Linked DNA regions of Danio rerio: region 1 is linked to region 2. Evidence: chromatin contacts called from public Micro-C data. All regions are on one chromosome and are shown on one strand. Each heading gives the region's core, a stretch centred on a gene start, on an enhancer-like site or on the middle of the called end of the contact. The rest is flanking DNA. Distances are from core to core; before and after follow the strand shown.

Region 1 (3,871 bases), core at 193-2,692, 64 kb before region 2:
CTTGTAATGTGTTACCCATAACACTGTTCATAATAATTTAACTGTAAAAATTAAAAACCCACCCACAAATTACTAAAACTATAAAATGAACACAGAAAATCTAAAGGTAATACGTATAGACTAATTCAAACAAACAACAAAATATGATAGACTATATCTAAAACAAAAAACAATTCTAATAATATAATCAAATATATAAAATTATACTTAAATAATAATAATAATAATAATAATACTTAAATAATAATAATAATAATAATAATAATAATACTTAAATAATAATAATAAAAATAAAATAATAATAATAATGATGATAATAATAATAATAATAATTTAACAACAACGATAATAATTAAATAATAATAATAATTAAATAAATAATGTAATTGGTAACTTTTTAAAATCATTAAAAAAAAAAGAAAATAACACATAAAACATGCAAACGATACAGACATTACACAAAAACTAATTACTAAAACTTTTAGAAAATTTCAACCAAAATATGAATAAACAAATAATCAAATAGTACATGGAAAAACCAAATTCATAAAAAAATAATAAAACCACCACCATGATCTCTAAATCAAATATCTAAATCACAAATTTAATCATAGTATATTTGGAAAAAATTACTTAAAATACATAAAAAATATAAGAAAAAATAAAAATTAATTTATAAAACGCACAATTAATATTAGGTAACACTTTAAATAAAAAATACATTGAGTTTACTCGACACATGCATATTTATAATGACGTATTTGGTGGTATTAAGGAAATTTTACCATTAATATACAGAGAAACAAATATGTCTGATTATGAAATGCATTAGGCGACGCAATGGCGCAGTAGGTAGTGCTGTCGCCTCACAGCAAGAAGGCCGCTGGTTCGAGCCTCGGCTGGGTCAGTTGGCATTTCTATGTGGAGTTTGCATGTTCTCCCCACGTGGGTTTCCTCCGGGTGCTCCGGTTCCCCCCACAAGTCCAAAGACATGCGGTACAGGTGAATTGGGTAAGCTAAATTGTCTGTGGTGTATGTGTGTGAATGAGAGTGTATGGGTGTTTCCCAGTGATGGGTTGCAGCTGGACGGGCATCCGCTGGATAAAACATATGCTGGATAAGTTGGCGGTTCATTCCGCTCTGGTGACCCCGGATTAATAAAGCCAAAAAGAAAATGAATAAATGAATGAAATGCATTATCTTTACCGGATCCGAGTATGGATGGTCTCTGTTTAGCCATTCGGGGCAGAACCTCAGCAGTTCCTTCTCCTTTACAGTCCAGCTGCAGGGAAGGGTCTTGTCCAGCCACAGAAATACATTTAGCAGTGCTTGGTGGACTAAATAAACAGGGGATGAGTTCACTTTCAGATAATCATTCATTCAGTCTGCGTGTTGTACTGTCATTCACGAGCCTACAGGGGGCGTCAGAGTCTACATTACAGAATAACACAATCAAAGCAAAATACTCACGTTTTAAAACAAGGATCTCCAGATAACAGCGTCATTCCAATGGTCACCTTTATAATAACAGAGAAAACTATTACTTCGAGTTAACTGATCAATCTGTTTTCCTCACTGCTTTAATAATGCTTGCTTAATTCATTCTTCTCAGCTGACTTTTAATATTTTTGTCGAGTGTCAAGAATATTACATAATCATGTGCTGAGAGAAAGCTGAAATGTGCACGTAATCACTTTCATATTTACATCGTTTTCTTTTCTGTGCTAATACTGTATTTTTGAGTATTGTCAGATTTATTTTCACACTTGTTAGCTTTATATAAAAATGTTAAAGTTATTTTTTATACCTTTATTTTAAATTATTCCTAATTATTAAATATTTAGTTATTTTTTTATCTAACATTACTATCCCATTTATTTGCACATGCTGGTTTGATTTTAGAAAAAAAAATCAGAGGATAGCTACTTTATTTGTGTGTATTTAGGTACATTTATCTTGAATTTTGGTTTCCTCTGTTTTTGTCACATTTTTAACTCAAGCTAGCTTTTTTATGTTGTATGTTTATTTGTTTATTTTATCGTCATATTTACTTATTGTATTACTTATTATTAGTTCTCATTTTTATTCATTGAATTAATAATTAATGTCTTGAATTTTTTGTGTACGGTTGCATTCACAAACAATTTAAAATGTTTCTTCACATGATTGTGGTAGTAGTAGTAGTAGTAGTAGTAGCAGTAGACGTTGTTGTATTAGTTGTAGCAAACGCTTTAGTAGTATCAGTAGTGGTAGTCATTGTTGTAGTAGTATCAGTATTAGTAAACATTGTAGTAGTAATAGTCGTGGTTGTGGCTGTAGTAGAAGCAGTATTAGTTGTAATATAAGTAACTTTCTGTATTAGTAGTTGATGTTGCACTTGTGATTTATTATTATTGTCAGTTATTATTACTGTTGTCCTTTCTTTCTTTTTACTTTCATTTTTACTATCATACATTAATAAGCATTGTTGTTACTCCCTAACTCTGACTGGTTTCTTTCAATATCTTTTATTTATATCTGTGACACTTGCTTCATTTATTGACTGTTATTGTTCCTTATGTATGTACTCTGACCTGTCCACCAAATTACCTTTACATGCATACACACACACACACACACACACACACACACACACACACACACGCACACGCACACGCACACGCACACGCACATACCAGTACCTGACTATATTCTTGTTGTTTTTGTTTTGTTGCTTTGTATTTGTTATTTGGTGATGTTTTCTTGTATTTGTATGATCTTTGCATATTCTAATAAAAAAAAATAAAAATGTTTCTTCACCCATTCTGATTATTGGTTTATTTTTAGATTTTTTCATTCTCTTCAACTGTTCCGCCACCAGTTCTAACAGTAATAAAACATATATTATATTAAATATAATTATTCATTCATTCATTTTATTTTCGGCTTAGTCTCTTTATTAATCAGGGGTCGGCACAGTGGAATGAACCGCCAACTTATCCAGCATATGTTTTGAGCAGTGGATGCCCTTCCAGCTGCAACCCAGCACTGGGAAACACCCATACACACTCTTTCACACAGATACACTATGGTCAATTTAGCTTAACCAATTCACCTACAGCGCATGTGTTTGGGGGAAACCGGAGCACCCGGAGGAAACCCACGCCAACACAGGGAGAACATGCAAACTCCACACAGAAATGCCAACTGACCTTCAAGAAGCAACCTTCTTGCTGTGAGGCGACAGTACTAACCACTGAGCCACATTTTTATTCAAATAATTATTAGGTAATGTCTTGAATTGTGGTGTACAGTTCCATTTACAAATATGTTTCTTTCCTATTTCTGATTATTGGTTTGTTTTTACTTTTAATTCGTTTCAACTGTTCTTGCACTTGTTTTAACAGTAATAAAAACATAACTCACTCCGATCATGGGATTTCAGACTTGATCGGAATCGGACATTACCTCCCAATCAGGACTAGAATATATATGAAGAGTTCAGATGCAAAACCCTCTAAATCCATCAGACCTCTTTTCTTGTAAATGAGCATTTTCCATCAGGCTTGGTTCAGAAGTTTCATTTTATATGTAATGAAAAGGTTATTAGCTGGCAAATAAAATACCTTTTGATTTAATACCTTAAAAAAACCAAGGAAATGTGAGTCAACTTTTGACTGTCTAGAAATTAATAAAAAATTCTCAAAAAACATTCTCTTATTATTCTGGCATTTGGCAAACGTTAATCATTTAGGTAATCCTAACAGACCTAAAATAGTAAACGTTAATATGATTTACCATCAGACATTTTTTTTAAAAATGGTTTTGTTCCTTTTTTAGAGTGTAAGTAAACCTCTGGTTTCAACTGTGTGTGGTTTACAGGAACAGATAT
Region 2 (4,073 bases), core at 1,037-3,536:
GATTTAATTTCAAGTTAAAAATAAAAATAAAATGTGATCATATATATCAAAAATGTGAAGAAATCTGAAAAAAATACTATAACGTTGATTTAATAAACATCTACAGTAAATAAGTAAAAAGCAATAAAATGACAAGATGTTACAAAGTTTCTAAAATATGAATTTGTAAAATAAAAATAAACCACTTAAAAATACTAAAGCACTTTAGTATCTACTAAAGTAACACCACAAGAGGGTTATGCTGAACTCAAAGCAACAAGTGATATAATTTGCACAATTAAAAAAATATGTTTGTGTTGATATAGTGATACAAGGCATCAGGTGGCAATACCCCAGTACTGAAACTGAAAACCAAACCAAACCATGATATTCATGCAGAAAACACTAATGCTTTTCAGAACTTTTGCAGGCTCACAAACTTATTAAAATACAACAAAGAGTAAGGCATAATAATCAATCTGATTATATTTAAATTATTTCTTTCTGCGCCAAGTAATTAGTGCCTGTGAACCCTTTTATTTTAAACATTTTATCAACCATATTAGCAACCAAAGACAAAGTACAAGATTACTCGCTGTCAACTAAATAGTGCCTGTAAACCCACTTATTTTAAACAGTTTAGCAACCACACTAGCAACCAAAGACAATCAAAGCGCAAGATTATTCACTGTCAATTAAATATTGCCTGTAAACCCATTTTTTAAACATTTTAACAACCTTATTAGCAACCAAAGACAATCAAAGTGCAAGATTATTCACTGACAGGTAAATATTGCCTGTAAACCCATTTTTTAAACATTTTAGCAACCACACTAGCAACCAAAGACAATCAAAGTAAAACATTATTCACTGTCAATTAAATATTGCTTGTAAACCCATTTATTTTAAGCATTTTAACAACCTTATTAGCAACCAAAGACAATCAAAGTACAAGATTATTCACCGTCAATTAAATAGTGCCTGTAAACCCATATTAGCAACCAAAGACAATCAAAGTACAACATTATTCACTGTCAGCTAAATATTGCCTGTAAACCCATTTATTTTAAACATTTTAGCAACCATATTAGCAACCAAAGACAATCAAAGTAAAACATTATTCACTGTCAATTAAATATTGCTTGTAAACCCATTTATTTTAAGCATTTTAACAACCTTATTAGCAACCAAAGACAATCAAAGTACAAGATTATTTACTGACAACTAAATAATGCCTGTAAACCAATTCATTTTAAACATTTTAACAACCTTATTAGCAACCAAAGACAATCAAAGTACAACATTATGCACTGACAACTAAATATTGCCTGTAAACCCATTTATTTTAAACATTTTAGCAACCAAAGACAATCAAAGTAAAACATTATTCCCTCACAACTAAATAATGCCTGTAAACCCATTTTAGCAACCAAAGACAAAGTACAACATTGCTCACAGTCAATTAAATAGTGCCAAATTATAGTTTTGAAGTCAAACTTGCATATTATTGCAGGCCGAATAATCAAAGTATACCATGGTAATCAATATGGTGACCTTGTCACAAGTTGTCACTGAACAAATGTGTGAATATAAACCAACTTTATCTCAATCACTGATCGTAGCCCGTTTAATTAACCACGACTAATTTCATATTCGCCCTTAAGGATGATGAAGATGATGTTTTACCTGGATGATGAAGCAGTGAAGTCTCCTCCATCCAGCAATCTGATTTTGCAGAACAAAACTCCATTGACGAAGGGAACCGCTGTCAGCTCCTCCAGAGTAACATGAGTCTGAAACTTAAACTTCTTCTTCTTCACTAAAAACGCCATAAAGTCGAGCGGGGAAATGTTTAAATTCTCCACAAAAAAATCTGCCGTTAAACTGTAACTGTAGGATGAAAAAAGGGTTTAATCAGGCAACGGAAACTCTCTGTGTGGAATCATCTTGACCTGCAAATAAAACACACATATGAAAACAGATAAGCGGGTTAACAAATTGATAAACCACAACTTTAAATGCATCATTTATGAACTTCAATGTAATAAAGGTGGTTGTTTCTTTGTGGAGTTCTTGTCAGGTCAGTTGAGTTCACTCACCCGCTAACGTTAACAGATGAACGCTTCGGTTTTCCTGGCTAAAACTCGAGCAGATGCAAAATAATCAGGGTTTTGACTCAATAGTAGCTTTAAAACTGGACGTGTGGACTCATTTCCTTCAGTGTTTCTGCCTGGCCCGTGTCTGCCGTGTTTCTGGATGTGATTTTTGTCTTCAGCTCAGTTCACTGAAGGGCTGTTCAGTGTTACTGAAGGGATTAGGAAGCCCCGCCCCCTCCTTTTCTCTCTTTCGCTCTCTCTCTCCCCCTCTCTCTCACACACATACACACGAACTCATTCATTTTCTTGTCAGCTTATTATAAATTATTATTATTAATAATAATTATTATTTTTATTACATTTATAAGTAATAATTGAATAGTAATACATTTAAAAATGTTTGATTAATATGGTAAGGTATAGACAAGCAAAGCACTTTGAGTTCTGAATGAGCCAAATAGGCTCGACACGCCTGTTTCCTGTAGTACAGTGTATTAAATAAATATATAATTAAATAATATTATTAATTAAATGTTTCCATGTATTAAATAAATAAAACTGCCACTTTTCTAATTAAATGTCATAAATGAGCAATATTAATATGGGCTGGAAGGGCATCCGCTGCGTAAAAATGTGCTGGATAAGTTGGCGGTTCATTCCGCTGTGGAGACCCCGGATTAATAAAGGGACTAAACCAGGGGTGTCAAACTCAATTGCTGGAGGGCCGAAGCCCTGCACAGTTTAGTTCAACCCTGCTCCAACACACTTACCTGTAGGTTTCAAACAAGCCTGAAGGACTCGATTAGTTTGATCAGGTGTGTTTAATTAGGGTTGGAACTAAACTGTGCAGAGCTGCGGCCCTTTTGGAACTGAGTTTGACACCTGTGGACTAAGCCGACAGGAAAATGAATGAATGAATGAATGAATAATGAAGGAATTATGTTGTCAGATAAAAAAGGTCGCACTTTGTCTTCCTCTAGTGGCGGTAAAGTAAACTAAAAAACTGAGCATATTCATTTTCATTAGCCTTTTCATTTTGCAGTAATGTAACAACTTTGATTTTTACGAGGCTGTTCAAATTAATTGATCACTAAATCGATTTTAAAGTGATTACTTGACTCGACTTTACTTACCTTTTTAATTAATTCATTCACTTTACTTTAAAAAAAGTGAGTTAACCTATTTAAACCGATTTGCTTACTTTAAAGATTTAGTAAACATTTGCTTTAAACAGTTCTAAATTAATCTGGGTTTGCTCATCAACTTTTTAATAAGTAATTAATCTGGCACTTCTGTGTGGAGTTTGCATGTTCTCGTGTTGGCGTGGGCTTCCTCCATGTGCTCCGGTTTCCCCCACAGTCCAAAGACATGCTGCAGGTGAATTGGGTAGGCTAAATTGTCCATAGTGTAGAAATGTTTGAATGAGTGTGTATGGATGTAAAACATATGCTGGATAAGTTGGCGGTTCATTCCGCTGTGGCGACCCCTGATTAATAAAGGGACTAAGCCAAATAGAAAATGAATGAACGAAAATATCGCTTTTTAGAGTGCAATAAAGCCACTTCATCACAGGAAATGCATGCATGATTTGGTGCAATCAATTACAAACAAATGCTCATACATGTGTGGAGAGTTTCTTTATTTAAGATACTTACGACTAAAAAGTCCTTGTCAAAAGTTAAAGAAACAAACGCCTAAACAAACTCATCCAAGGCCTCATCTGTCCTGCAGGAACTGTTTTCAGCAGGTTTCGGACCCTCATATGGACTTTGCATGCAATGCTTTTGTTCATTTTAGGGTCAAACGCACAAAACAATTGCAAAAATGAAAGTGGCTTTTAGATCAACTAAATATAAAAACAAAACCCAGAGTGTGAACCAAACCTGAACAGAAAAAAAGGTCCAGTAAGAGGATTTTTGCACATTTTGGCCACTTTTTAAATGCTAATAAAAGTCTTGATTTCACTTCATCCCTGAAATGTTCACACATACATGTATA

Evidence for each region. Hi-C and Micro-C count contacts between places; a contact is called where the count stands out from the background.
Region 1: a Micro-C map of caudal fin shows a contact between it and region 2, with 8 times the contacts expected there. The contact joins the enhancer-like site here to the promoter of eeig1a in region 2. A contact is called at or near these places in 3 of 18 Hi-C or Micro-C datasets (caudal fin, hematopoietic stem cells and an unstated tissue) and 2 of 4 datasets of contacts at active chromatin or transcription factors (caudal fin and embryo).

What each region holds. Positions count from the first base shown.
Region 1 is chr8:3,948,877-3,952,747 of GRCz12tu, reverse strand. eeig1a (estrogen-induced osteoclastogenesis regulator 1a) reads right to left here. Exons shown (of 12, transcript XM_003199038.7): 6 at 1,471-1,517; 7 at 1,207-1,337. It also overlaps a transcript of acaa2 not described here. Among named protein-coding and RNA genes, the nearest start is that of sh3glb2a, 39 kb to the left of the region's middle. Within about 2 kb of position 1,442, at least 3 of the 62 cell types and tissues checked have an H3K27ac peak or open chromatin away from gene starts, as enhancers often do.
Region 2 is chr8:3,885,330-3,889,402 of GRCz12tu, reverse strand. It overlaps eeig1a (estrogen-induced osteoclastogenesis regulator 1a), which reads right to left and starts at 2,286. Exons shown (of 12, transcript XM_003199038.7): 1 at 2,079-2,286; 2 at 1,666-1,931. The coding sequence starts at 1,811. It also overlaps a transcript of acaa2 not described here and a transcript of naif1 not described here.